Linked DNA regions of Zea mays: regions 1 and 2 are each linked to region 3. A link is a contact called in public Hi-C data. All regions are on one chromosome and are shown on one strand. The core of a region is the stretch at or near the end of the contact, and the rest is flanking DNA. Distances in the headings are between cores, read along the strand shown.

Region 1 (4,915 bases), core at 361-2,860, 410 kb before region 3:
TTGCTGACTTGTCGCCATAAAAATCGTATGTAGAAAGGCGTGATCCACAGAACTGGATCACACAGATGTTATGATAGCAATGCATCTATTGCAGAGAACGCCCCCCAAGGCCACAAGCCCAAACAACTTCTCTTAATAACAGGACGCCCCACAACAGGACAACAACGACAACCAAAGCTTGAGATCGACGAAATGCTCATAGATTTGTATAATTAATGAAACCAATGTGGATGGTCCTAATGTCATGGGACTAGGCCAGGACAGGAGCTGTTTTATGATGGTTGAGCACTCACAACAACCAACTCAAAAAATGGAAAATTGCGCCACATACAGATACTGCAAATAAGGAGTGACATGATTACCAAGGAAGAACATTGTTACAACTTACAACGACATCATCTGAGAAATTTGCTATTTTGCCACTCTCAATTTTGGCTGCCTGTTATTATGCCATCCCGTGTCTATGACTGGTGGGACCGTCTGTGTCTATGATTTGTGGGTCTGATGGCATACTGGCGAAGCCCACAAATGATAATGGCAAAATTGCCAATGGCTCAACGACATCTCTACCTGACCAGACAACGTCCTAACTTCTTGTTCAAAAGCCGAAACGTACTCGATGGAGCAAGTGCTGTACAGCCTACCAGGACGATTCCATGGGATGGTTTGCTTAGGAATTTTAGCTCGGGATGGAGTGTACGACAAGGTATTTCAAGTAAGGACGTTTGAGGTGGTGGGCTCGCAAAGGGTTGCGCTGCAATAGTATAAGTACGAAAAAACTGGAATTTTATGGCTGAAGCGGCAATTATTTGAGATCTACCAATCCCCAGAAGATTAAATTTTTGGGACACATCTTGCATCAACCAACCAAAAAGGCTCTCATTTTCATGCCTTCTCATTCTCTGCATCCTGAACTTAAAAGGTTCGGTTTAGTACGCTACAGAGCATCCAGCTCCTACAGTGTCAGTGTGTACTCTGGAGGTATCTAAAACCACCGACTTCCTTGACCAGGAAAGATTACACGCAGGAACATCCCAAGATGCAGCCTCTTATTCATTTACTTCCTTGACCAGGATAGATTCAATGTCTTCCTAAAACATAGTGCCTATTTTACTTTTAACCTCTTCCATATGAAACCGTAGGATCTAGATTGGATGCTCTGGATAGTTTGATTGCACGCTTGCACCAAAATGAGTGATTGCACAGGATATGTGCTCGACATATGTGCTCGACACAATGAGCAACAAAAGTTGCTGGACTAACCAACTGAAAGCTAGACCCTCTTAACATCGACCTAAGGAAGGCACTACATTTGATTCCAAGAACGGGACTGGGAGTGGTTTGAGTTGCTTACTGGGGTGTGCATCTCCCAACTGCTCGGGTGTAGAGGTACCCAGGCCACGCGTGCGCGTCGCCGCGGCTCCCGTCGGTGTGCAGCCGCATCCTCCTGCTCTCCCCATCTGACGCCGCCGCACCAACCCTGTCGTACATCCCATTTGCTGCGCAGAAGGATGAGCAAAGGAAGATGAAGCAGGCGAAAGCTAGAGGAGGACGAAGCGGCGCTTGAGAATCCATCCCCCCTCTCTCTCTCTCCCCTCCGCTGCCTGCTGCTACCCTACACCCTACAGGTCACAGGCGAGGCGACAGAACTTTATGGAGCCCAGTTTGAAATGCGGACACTGTTCTGTTTTTGAGATCGGCTCCTTTTGGAAGGAGCGTGCACCGGGCCCATGCCTGTCTTTATTTGTCATGCCATGGGTATGAGATTTTCATCTCCTCCCTTGGACTTTGAATATATTTTGTCTAGAACCAGCTCGCAGGTGATGGTATGGGATAATGGGCCTCGAGGGAGACACGTTGAGAATGTGAGGTGTGCTGAGCATTTTATTTATTTATTTATATAGATATGGGCTGGATATTTTTAAAGTTAAAATTTAACTACATTCTCAGAAAATATTAGTTGCATTTGTATCTTAAATAAGTTTATTATAAAAAATATATTTAAAGATCTATCTAGTAATAATTATTATATATAAATATATTAGTAGTTCTATATATATTTGGCTAAAGATGGAAATTTTGACAACTTGGGAAATGAGAATGATATTTTTATGGAGCAGAGAGAATCACCAAATAAATTTCCTGTTCAATGGTGTTTCTTTTACATTTGGAAGTTTCTAGGACAAACTTCTCTTAAGACATGTTCAGATCACTTAGATCTAAAATTTAGTTAAACTAAGTTTAATCACCAAATAAATTCAAAAAAAATAGACCACCTAGAACTAAAGTTTAGTTGGAGTAATGTATAAGTGACTATGTCTAGTTCAACGTTGTTTTGATATATGAAGTGAAGTGTAGATGCCTAAAGTTATCATATCAGTGTGAACTAGTTTGGACTGGGATTGAACAGCTGGTTTATAAAAGTCTAAGGTGCTTGACACATGTTCGCTTGGTTTTTATTCAGTATCGACTTCTACTACTTCTACAAGAGTGAAATAGATATAAAAGAAAAAAGGTGAGGGATTATGTAGTTTTTTTTCCTAAAAATTGACTAGTGGATCAAAATAGCATAAACCAAATTACCAAACCCACCAGATGTTGCTCGACCGGTATTTTTTTTAAACACCGACCGGATGATCTTGTGAACACCAGTACCAGATTGTATAATGATACTATGCTGTGGCCAAGTTACTAGACTTCACTCAATGATTTGTTAGTTCAAAACTATATATAAGCGCATTGAATCTACGGCGGTACTATAATTTTCTTGTGTTTTGGTCGTATCTTCTAACTAGAAGTTGTTATTTTTATGTATAGGATTATTAAAAAAAACTCATGTTCATCTGATGAGAAATTGTGTGCGGGGTCACCGTACCCTGTGTTATGCACACTGACCTTTCAATAATCTGTCCATATCTAGTAGATCCGAAGTTCATTACTGCCGAGCATGTACTCGTTGCAAAGGTTGTAAATTCTCTAGAATATTCTACAAAAATGCACTTCGCCAGATCTATTGGAAACCACACAGCGGGTGCTCTGGTGATCCTCAATAAGCTGTCCACTTGTCGATGTTTCAAAGTTTTTGTCATATCTTTTATCCTTTTTGTTTAAACTTTGATTTTGAAGTTCTTCAACTTGTTAAATAGTTTGTAATCAAAATCTCAAAAGCTTAATAATATCATTCCTATTTTACTTACTATAATGTCACGAGATAAGCTCAAGTAAGCCATCTTTTTGTCTTATCTTTGGTAGCTTTCTTTTTTATTCATTGTAAAGTCTGATCCTAAATAATAAATCAGAATGTATAACACGATCATTGGTAAATATATAAACTTTGTGTACCCATACAGATGGCATTACGAGTTTCTAAATCTTGAAACACATGACGCGATCACTGTAAATCTCAAGCCATGACCATGAAACAAACTATAGCTCCATTGAAGGCATATGTATATACTAGCTGAATGCCCGTGCGTTGCAACAAGAATATATAATACCAGTATACTACGATAACTTATATACAAAATGTGTGTTATACCGTTATGAGAAAATGTTTCATAATCAATTTGTGATTCTGGCCATACATAAATTTTGTTATTTATAATCTATCTGTTTCAGCACTACATTACAACCATCAGTATCATGCAGACTTCGATATATGTCACGATTTGCATGGTCTCATCATTGGAGAGCATGTTCCACACATACCGGAAGAAATTCCCTCGTACATCGTTAGTCATCAGACACGTAGCACCATACACTTTTGCTTAAACAAAAAGGCAAGTGTGTGTTTGTGAAGAGAATTAAAGGCAAGTCGGCACAAAAGCTACCCCAACGTTGGCGATGATGACGAACTGGTCATTGTTGTCGGTCCTCCTCTGTGTCATCTCTAGCGCCAAGATGACGCCACAGTCCTCGATATAGTAGTCGTCGAACGCGCGCGACATACCGAGTACTGATGACTTTTGGCTGGGTTGTAAAACGAAGTGCACCTCAGGCTCATTAGCAAGGTAGTACCCCTGGCCGTTGCACCACCGGATGCGCTACTCCTCTACATACATCGTGTTCGAGAACACTCATACAACGTCAGCAACGACCATCGTCTCAACGCACAAGAATTCATGGCCAGTCAGTAGCGACTTACGTGGCAGGTTGGGCTTCAGGTGGACGATGAGCTGGACGGCGTGATGGCGTCGTCGTCGACTGCGGTGCCCAGAACAACCCGAGAGTCGTTGACATTGGCGACGACCATGAGGTCCCCCTGCTTGACGATGGACAGCGCGGAGCAGCCGCTCTGCACCGCGTCCAAGCGGCGGCTGCGCCGGAGCTTGTCGTACATAGCGGCACATACGGCCATGTAGGACTGTTTCTAGAGGTCGAACTGGCAGTCGTCAAGTTTCTTCTTGTCGTTGATGAGCGACCCCAACGCGAGTGCCTCCTGCTAATGGTGTTTGTTCGGGGTTTTCAAGTAAGAAACATGGATTCATGTTTGGCGTTGGTTTATAAAAATGACTCACAAGTGAGATCCATGGAAAAAAGTATTACGAAGAATAAATGTCACGCATGCAAAAAAGTAATTTAAGTTGAAAACATTATTCAAACAAAAGAAATTGCATGCAAGGCTCTTCTTTAAATACTACTCCCTCCATCCAAAAATATAATTCAAGAATCTCGGTTATACTTATCTACTACTACGCATTGTGCAAGGGTAGCAGGTGGGTTTGGGGAGAGATGTAGTAGATGCGTTTTCTATTATAGATGTAGACATAAACACACATGTGGTGTAGTGGTAGCTATTACTAGCATTTGCTTGAGAGGTCGTGGGTTCGAATCCCCTTGGGGCCATGTGTATTTTTTTAATTTTAGCTAGGCGCCGGCTGTACGGGGGAATGAGAATGAGAATGAGATTTGCGGG
Region 2 (5,060 bases), core at 1,813-4,312, 480 kb before region 3:
GATTTCTACATGCGTGGATCTTCTCCACGCCCATAGTGAGTGGTCTGATTAGTTTCTTTGCATAGTACGTGTTAACAGGCACTTTGTTCTCCTTTGGAAGCATGTCTGCGGCAATACTCAAGAACGCATCGAAGCCAACATCAAACAGACCATATCTAGCTTTTAACATCAACAGCTTTAACACAGATCGGAGCGTCGTGAACTCTTTGGTACAGCCCTTAGACTCATCGTACAAAGGCTCTTCTGCTGCCTTCTTCAGGGACTCTATACCTTTCATGAAGAACATCGATGGATCTGTATGACGACGCAACATTGCCTCTAACAACTCTGCATCTTCCTCATCCATAACATTTGGCAGAACATGAGTTCTTTCACGTTCATTTCCTCCAACGTAACCATGATCAGTAACATTTGGCACTACATGTTCGCTCTGTGGAAGAGGTTGTTGTGTCTCGTGAACGAACTGAAAGCTGTCGTTGATGTTCGCAGGGTTTCCAGCTGTATAAGGCGAAGAGCTACCCTCTCCATGCTTTGTCCAAATAATGTAATCCTTCACAAATCCTCGGCATACCAGATGAGATATGATTTGTTCTGTGTCATCAAATACAACAACATTTTTGCAGTCCATGCATGGATAATATATGTGCTTTGTCTTTGTTCTCCAAGCATGGTTCGTAGCGACAACAATAAACCTATGGACCTCAGATATGTATGATGGATCTAGCCTTGATAAGTTATACATCCAGGATATCCTCTCCATCATCACCTGTAAAAAAAGTAACATAAAACACACAAGAACACAAATTGGCAAGAGAAACATATACCAATATTTCCTAACAACTAAATATATCATGGATAAAGAAAATTGGCAAAAGAAACATGGACAACCTTTCTTAGCGACCTTCTTCCAAAAAATAAAGATCAAAACCTCCCCCTTGTATTTTGTGAAATCTGGCCTTCCAATGAAAGTTGGGCTGCGCGCGAGCTACACAGTTTTTGTCGGGAAGGATGAAGGGGTATTTATACAACAAAGGTCATAGGCGGTTGGATTAGGCAACCTAACTACTTTATCTCTAACACATGGTGAAACCCTAGATCCAAAATGTGGCTAAAATGGAGGGAAAATGAACAAAATTTGGCAAAAGAAACATAAGCCAAACTTTCCTAGCAACTAATAAACAAAAAATCTTAATACCCAAACCTATCTCTAACACATGGTGAAAGCCTAGTTTTAAAATGTAGTTAAATTTGAACAAAATGAACAATAATTGGTAATTGAAACATAATTAAACCAACCTTTCATAACAATTAATAAAAACAATCTTAATTACCAAACCTATCATCCTTCCTCTCCATACAACACATTCACCATTCATTAAGCAACTAAATATGTGTCATGGATAAACTGATTTGAGAACTAAACATGAAAAAGGAGAAGGAATAGACAAAATCTAACCATCTTAAGCAACCTCATTTGAGGAAATAGAGAAAATAACCTAGCTATACTCTTCTCTCTCACATATAAAACCCTAAATCCAAAATGTGGCTAAAATTGAGCAATAATGAACAAAAATTGACAAAGAAACATAAACCAACCTTTCTTATTCACCTTCTTCCAAAAAATGAAGACCAAAACCTCCCCCTTGTATTTTGTGAAATCTGAACCTCCAAAATCGCCTCCAATGGAAGTTGGCTGCGAGCTACAGCTCCTGTCGGGGAGGAAGAGTGGTATTTATAACACATAGTTCACTGATGGTTGGCTTGAAAAACCGCCAGTGGAAACCTATTTCCACTGGCGGTTATCTTAACACAACCGCCAGTGACAGAACCGCCAGCGGAAATTAGATTTTCACTGGCGGTTCTGTTACACCAACCGCCAGTGTAAATATCCTATTTCCACTGGCGGTTGTGTTAAGAGAACCGCCAGTGAAAATAGGTCTCCACTGGTGGTTCCCAAGCCGGGCCCACCTGATTTTTCTATTGGCGCGCGGTAACTGAAACCGTCAGTGATAATTTATGGGTGCCGCAGGTTTTGAGCTCTTTTCTACTAGTGGCAAGAGCATCTTCAATGGCTTCTAATTGTTACCTTCAAAACAATAGTTTAGGGCTGGTTTGAGAACCCCAATTTTCCAAGGGTTTTTCATTTTCCAAATAAAATAAGTTGATTATCCTTTGGAAAATTGAAAATCCTATAGAAAAATGAGGTTGTCAAACTAGGTCTTAGGGATAAACTCCTGATCTATGCTACCAATTTTTCCGATATCCCAAAATCAGACACTCACATTGTCAATTTGAGGACGAGCCAAGAAATAAAAAAAATCCAATAAACATATATCATGCCGCCCTGTACAGATTTGATCAAAAAATAGAAAAACTAATATAGCACTAGGTCACTTACTTGGAGAAAGGTCAGAAAACTTCAGATAACAAATTGTCTTGTCAACAAAATTCTCAGTCGGCATCAAGTAGGCAACATAAAAAAAATCGAGCAGTTGTACCTAGCGGCACCAGCGAGATAGGCTGTGTTGGGGTATTTTTGTAAGGAGCTGTTGAAGTTGGATATACTTTTGAGCTTTTAGACTTTTAGGAGGAGCCCAATATATAGATATTGGGAGAAAAATAATATGAGCAGTTAGAGATGCTCTAAAAGCTCATATGCTTTAGATCGCTCTAGTAGATTATCTAAAGTTTACTCATATACACTATTCTATACTACATTCTATAATATTCATAGAATATAGTTTGAATATAATTATGAGGATGAATTAACTGTTGGAGATATGCAGATAGGCTTATAGAAAAGAAAACATTTTGACACTCTCATCGAAAGGGAAATGAAACGGCTGGGCTGCCCGTCTCCTCCTACCCTTAGGCCCAACTTGACCGGCTAGAATCTGGGCTGACTCGGAGGAAAGAAACACGGATGCAATCCGCAATCCAGCTGCGGGTGACGGGCCCCGGGCCGGATGACGAGCGAGTCAGGGAAGGAACCCACCCCGCCGTCTTTCTGATTCTGCTGCCCCCATCCCCCCATATCCCTTCGACCCTTCCGCCGAGCTCGGCCTCGGGCGGCGTCCCGGTCTCACCGCGACCGGGCGGTGAGAGGTAGAACGGCCACCAGACATCAACCGTGAAGGGGTGGCGTCAAGGCAGCGCTGAAGCGGCGGCGACGTCGAGGCTCGAGCTCCCGTGCCGCGCTCCGAGCTAACCTAGATGAACATACTCGTAAGCAGAGGCGCCTCGATCCTCCTACCAGTTGCTCCAGCGCCTTGTTCGCCATGCATAGTTTCCTTGTGCTGAATGAAACCGCCCTTATTCTTCCCCCTCTCTGCGCGAAATATCTCACAGGAAAGGATACGTGGAGGTGGCGACAGGGCGGCTGCCACGGAGCGCCCCCCGCGGCCGGAGTGCTGGGTGGAGATTTCGGAGTCCGTCTCACGGCTCTGCAGCTTCGACGCCGCCGGCAGCGGTAGCCGCAGCATCTCTGTAAGCTTTCTCTTTTACCTGGAGCTATTAATTTCCTGAATCCCACACCGCATACTGTTCTATTATATCGCAGACTTTTATCCTTCCTGTGGGGGAACAGAAATCTGCCCGTGGGATGACTTAACACCATGTTAGCTGAGCATGCTTTACATTCTTTCAGCAAGTACCAGAGTAGGTGTTCCCCACTAGCACTTCCATTAAACAAGAGGAAGAGCAGAGGGGGAAATGGGACCAGAGCGTTTTAACTAGGCACTAGCATTCTCCTGATTGCCACGGTTGTTTTCTGCTAAAAGGTTTTGTGGTTGGTCGGCGTTTTGCCTTTGAAGTTTTGCAGATTGCAATCAGTGCTGTGATAGACCATCTTCTCAACATTCCAAACATTTTTGTTGGGTAACCAAATGATTTGCCTGCTTGAACATGTTCAACTTGTTGATGAACCCATGTACTTTGTCACCCCTATTATAAGTTATATATAACTTCAGAATGGTTATGCCAGCTGCAGTTTTAACATTGCACTACAGATCATGGAGATAGCTTAAAAACTAATCACAGTATCTGAGGCTGAGCTGCTAGGCTGTTTATTTTGATGATAGTAATGATTTGCCTCAATGGCACACATATTTACAGGCCTTCATTTCTCTCGCTGTACCAGTACCTCAGAAATGTACAACTTGATGCCTGAAATACAACCTCTAAATGTTTGCTTGGACAAATTAAAATCATATAACCTAAGTGTGCAAGCATGATTCTGTAGCGAAATCAGTGAAGCCTTACTTCATTAATATCAAAAGGTTTTATTCAATTTGCTATTAGTCAATAACTCTTATTTTCCTGCAGGTAAAAGTTATTCAGGATTCTAGACCTATACATGACAAACTTGTTGATTCTTTCTTGAACAAATTTTTCCCATCAGGTTATCCATACAGGTATGGAGTTCCTAGGCTTGTTGCTATTCTAGATAATTCTGCCGGGATACATCCTATTATGCTAAGTCTCTGGGTCTCTTCTATTAATCATGCAGTGTGAATGAAGGTTACTTAACTTATACCAAATTCCGTGTGCTACAGCATTTCTCGAGTGCTATGCTACATGTGCTATCAACACAGGTCAGTAAATCCTTTTCATATGTTGTGTGTGTGTTGATTCCATGAATTCCAGTTGGTCTTTCAGAACAGGCTTTCAAGCATTTGAGCTCTTTGACTTCTGCTCACTTCAATTATGCTCGTCAACTGACTGCTCAAGTGGGCTGCGGCTCAGTCCTTGCTGTTTGCTGCAGGTTTGCGACCTACCCCGGCGCAAGCAACTGCTGTAAGTTGGGTAAGCATATGATGACAGAGATGCTAAAGTCCAAGCAGGTACTGCTATGAAACATATTGGCTGATTTTCTCTATGTATTTCAGATTCTAAAAGATGGAATGCAGCACGCAGGAAAGCTCATTTGTAGCAGCATGGGTGCAAGAATGGATTCTGAACCAAAGAGTTGGAGGATACTTGGTGAGAAATGGTGATATGAATCCCGTGACCTTATATTGACACATTTACAGTTTCCCCTTTTTTGTTGCTGTTTCTCTAGA
Region 3 (4,551 bases), core at 630-3,129:
GTCTATTGTAGCCCTCTATGTTCACTTTGCAACCATCTTTGAGGACCCCATTCGGTGCCTTGTGGATCTCTCTAAACATGTCACAGAATTATCCGAGTAGCATATTCGATGCACACCTGCTAGTATGGTGTACTCTATTACAATAACCCTTCTTTGGTACAAAGTCACACAGATCTAGTGACTCACTAGACACATCTGGTGCTATTGAGCAATATGTTTTTTATTTCTTCATATGTATTGGTCTAGTCTTCTTCCATCTTGTTCCTTGGACTCTTGCATGTACTCGAAGGTCTTCAATCATGCCTTCCAATGTCTTGCTTGAGATGTTGACCATTCAGATGACCCTTAGCCTTCATCCAAGCCCACTTTGTATCATTTGAGCTATAACAAAAAAACACTACCAAATAATATTAGTTTGAATGGTTATGTTGATCATCAAACACCAAAATTTTAACTATAAATGGGCATTGTTCCATTTTTCTTATCGTTCGAGAGATCGATAGTGACGACGACATGGAGCGATTCAAGATAGGCCATCTCAGAGATCCACTTGTGCGCTAAGAAGACCTGATGGCTATCCAAGAAGTTACTCGGCCAGGAGCTTGGCCCTTGCAAGGGCATCATTGCGAGGGAATCCAGCAAGAACAAGAGAAAAGTGTGAGTTTCTCGATACCTCGGTAAAAATACCAAAGTCATCGAGGAGAGTTTGCATCTATATCTCAATTAACCTTTTATACTTTATTTATTACTTGCCTATGTTAGCTTGCTAGGCTAGCGATATGATTGTAACTTAGGTTGCATAACTCTTTTACGATAAAGATAGCAAAATTACCTTCTTGATAGGTTTTGATTAGGTCATAATTAGAGAACTTAATTTTAAAAATATATTTTAAAGTTGTCTAATTCACCCTTTATTATTAGGCGTTATGATCCCTTTAATAAGAATACTATACTCTGCAATATTGATAGTGTAATGTGTATAACATCAGTTACAGCATGTTGTGCTTAAGGATGGACCGTCTGGCCGTGTCCAGTGTCACAAATGGTCCTCAACAATTGCCATATTGACAGCTTTCTTCCTACATAACGTTGGCGCCTTGCATGTCGTACACATACTGGCATACTGCTAGTGACTTCCTAACCTATCATGCTTGTCTGAATCCAGTTGATCTGCTGATCTGTTTTTTTTATTGATAAAGATAGTCACTAGAAACACCTTGGAGTTGAAACATGGAACAGGTCTGCCGCCGTCGCAAATGCATGCATCAGGCCCGGCAGTTTTACCCGTGTCCTCCTTGTTTTCTAACCGCGCGCGCGCGGGCGGGCCTAGATAGAAGGCCAGAAGCGTCCCGGGCCTGGGTCTAGCTAAACGGCCGAACCAGCACAAATGGCCCATGAGACGACTGTTTCCGCGGCGGCGGGCGCCAGCGCGGTACGGGTGCGCCCCGCGCCCTCGGCAGCGAGATCGTCGGCGCCTCCTCGTGATCTCGTCACGAGACTAGCCGACCTGCCGTGCCATCATCCGTACGTGCGCGCAGGCGGCCCCCGCGGCCGCACCCGTTTGCATCGGTCGCCTCTCTGCCTGGATTCGTCTGGAACTCTGGATCCCGCTCGTCGCCAGGTCAGGGTTTTGCACCCAGCAGCCAACAGTGCCAATGCCACTGCTTCTTGTATGTGCAGCTCGCCAGGTAGCAGCAGCGTCTGTACTGTGCGTGTACTGCGGCCAGCACAATGCCTATGACGCTGACATTGCTCTGGGTGCGTAGCGCGCTCTAGGGCGCAGCGGTGCGTGCGTAGCTTGGACTACAGAATTGTCCTGGCGCGATGGGCAGCAGGGAGGAGTGCGTGAACAGCTGAAGGAGCTACAGAAACGAAGAGCATCTTCACAAACGACACAACATGTGGTAGTTGTACTGATGGAGGCATCAGCAGACCATGACAATGGTGTGATAAGATAGAACAACTCATACCCTACTGCTGCTAGCTTTGCATGTCCTGAATGATAAGCCTTTCCTAGCTAAGCGCCTAAGCCCTAAACGTTTTGAAATAAAATCAAGACTTGAAGTCTTAAACTGGGGACAGGTTATGAAATCCTGTCAAGTGTCAAGCATGAAGCCCAAACATCCATGTTTCACGCAGAGACTAACACTAAAGAGTTCGGCTTCTTGCATTTGTTCCCCATGCGCCTAGGATGGCAATGGCTCTAAATTTTACATTATAAAATTTAAGAAACAGATCATATTAGAATCAGATTATATCTCTATTCATTTTTAAACTAAAATTAATTTAATACCCTAACAGTTAGTAAAGAAACATTTAGACCATGAATAATTACCACCCCTAGACACATGTAACTCTCTTCAGATTATTAATTGAAGCCGGAAAATGTACCAGGACTTTCGAAAGATTAAAAAACACCCAACATATATCATCTTCTAATTGAAGCCGGGTCATATTTTCCGCATTCTGCAACGAAATGCTTGGGTTTTACCTTTGGTTTCCATTGTCATGTCTCTGTATATTATAGGTCCTGTTCTAATTTTTTCCTTCTGTTGTCCCATTTACCTTTTTATTTTAGGGAAAGACCTATTCATTTTCATTTATTTTCACCACATCCATCTTACCAGGAAGTGAACATGGATCGGGCAATTCTACGCAGACAGACTAAGAGCATATCTCCAAGAGACTAGTTAAATAACTCGTCAAACTAAATTTTGGCTATTCAATAGCAAAATAACTTTCCAACAGATTAGCTATTTGACTCGTCAAGCTATCTGACTATCTAAATTTGCTCTCTCACTAGCTAAATTTGGCTAATCATCTGACTAGCAAAACTAAATAGATAGTCTGTTGGAGTGAGATGCTACATATAGAGTGCAACCATTATAAAAAATTAAATAGAGAGTTAAATAGAGAGCAAAAAATAAAGAGTCTATTGGAGATGCTCTAAAGCACAAGAATGGACACATCCGACAAACGAGTGAAAAGCAACACTTATTCAGCAAAGGCTTGGTGTGGCTCCAATATCTTCGAATCAATTAGGGCTGGTTCGTTTTTCTCTTAATCCATGTGGATTGAGTGGGACTGGATGAGTTTAAATTCCAAATAAGTCAAAATCCTTCATAATTTTTTTCAATCACATTCAACCACACAGGACGGGAATAACCGAACAAGACCTTATAGGAAAAGCTACCGAGATGATGCATCTGATCAGGGTGTCCTAGTGCCCGTACGAGTTCTTCGTAGTAGGACCTACCGAATGCTCAAATTCAGTACTTCATCAGTGTCTCTTCAATAACTTTCTGAAAACATAAGAACATATCAGTGACATTTTCACATAATCACACTGCCACACATAAACCGGAACGGTTATAGTAAAAAATAAAAACGGCGGAAGCCTTTGCATCTCTACCTTAAAACATCTCACTTCATATTGAACATCGGTATCTGAAATTTGGTAATCAAGGACAAGCTTGACACTGAATAAGTAAAGGAGGTCATATGAATAGTTAGAATGGATGTAGTATAATGGTATTGTGTGGGTTAAAAAACAGTCGATATTCCTAATTTTGGTACATCATTGATGTTAGTAATGGTAATACTCCAGAAAGTCAAGAAGAATGATAATAAGATAGCATTAACAAGGACATTGAAATGTTAAATCATATTTTAAAAATAATGTACATCCTCACAGTGAGTCCACTGTAAACTGTTCAATTCTGTTCAGCCCTTCCAGGAAAATGAGCAAGAGTGACAAGTTCAGGACTTCCGAAGAGTTTTGGCCTGAAGGTATTATTCTTATAATCATATTTCCATTGTAACCTGCAGTTCTTTTCTTTTTTACAATAATACAACGCTGCAGTTTAAACATAGAAACACACATGAACAGATCTTGTCAATGAAGGCCTTTGAATCCAACGGGGGCGCCTAAACCTTTAGACAGGCATACCTGAAGTTTAAGTTTCAAAGATAAATAAGAATAGAAGCATCATCGCACATGCATCTGTAGTCCATTCACATGTATGTACTACGTAGCGTAGCATACTGCTCTGAAAACTGCAACATACCGAAACTTTTTTTTTGAAAACTTAGTGCAGGAGCTCTGCTATTTCATTTAAGGAGAGAAGGGAAACAAGAGTCTTAAAAAGTTGCTATTACATATAACGAAAAACACTCAAACACAATCCAAAAAAGAGAAGACATTACACTACACATGGATGCCCAACTGCAGCTCGTCTCAACGCCATTTCTTGTTTGGCCAGATGAAAGACCACTTGTGTCGATGCTTGCTTGCCCTCAAAAATACGCCGATTCCGCTCCTTCCAAATATTTCAGGTGAAGTACATAAGCAAACCCGAAACAGTGAGTTGATCTTCTTTCGATTTGTTTTGGAGCACAGCAGCCCACCATGAATCGAAGCTCTGAATATCTGAGCTGGGCGGCATGATCAGATTATTGGTCCACGACCTGACTAACTCCCACACTTCCAAAGCAAATGGGCACTTGAGGCAAAGGTGAATCGCAGTCTCCGGCTCTTGATCGCAAAGGACA

The links. A called contact is a pair of places that touch in the nucleus more often than the background predicts.
Region 1: a Hi-C map of ear shows a contact between it and region 3, with 3 times the contacts expected there. The contact joins the promoter of LOC100194081 here to the promoter of LOC100276010 in region 3. A contact is called at or near these places in 3 of 25 Hi-C or Micro-C datasets (bundle sheath, ear and tassel).
Region 2: a Hi-C map of ear shows a contact between it and region 3, with 1.8 times the contacts expected there. The contact joins the promoter of LOC100280018 here to the promoter of LOC100276010 in region 3. A contact is called at or near these places in 2 of 25 Hi-C or Micro-C datasets (ear and tassel).

What each region holds. Positions count from the first base shown.
Region 1 is chr2:31,033,387-31,038,301 of Zm-B73-REFERENCE-NAM-5.0, reverse strand. It overlaps LOC100194081, which reads right to left and starts at 1,610. Exons shown (of 2, transcript NM_001139136.1): 1 at 1,355-1,610. The coding sequence starts at 1,575.
Region 2 is chr2:31,106,545-31,111,604 of Zm-B73-REFERENCE-NAM-5.0, reverse strand. It overlaps LOC100280018, which reads left to right and starts at 3,062. Exons shown (of 10, transcript NM_001152963.1): 1 at 3,062-3,225; 2 at 3,349-3,486; 3 at 4,324-4,412; 4 at 4,508-4,592; 5 at 4,744-4,803; 6 at 4,887-4,980. The coding sequence starts at 3,214.
Region 3 is chr2:30,625,425-30,629,975 of Zm-B73-REFERENCE-NAM-5.0, reverse strand. LOC100276010 reads right to left here and starts at 1,879. Exons shown (of 1, transcript NM_001149904.2): 1 at 943-1,879. The coding sequence starts at 1,396. The coding sequence ends at 1,127.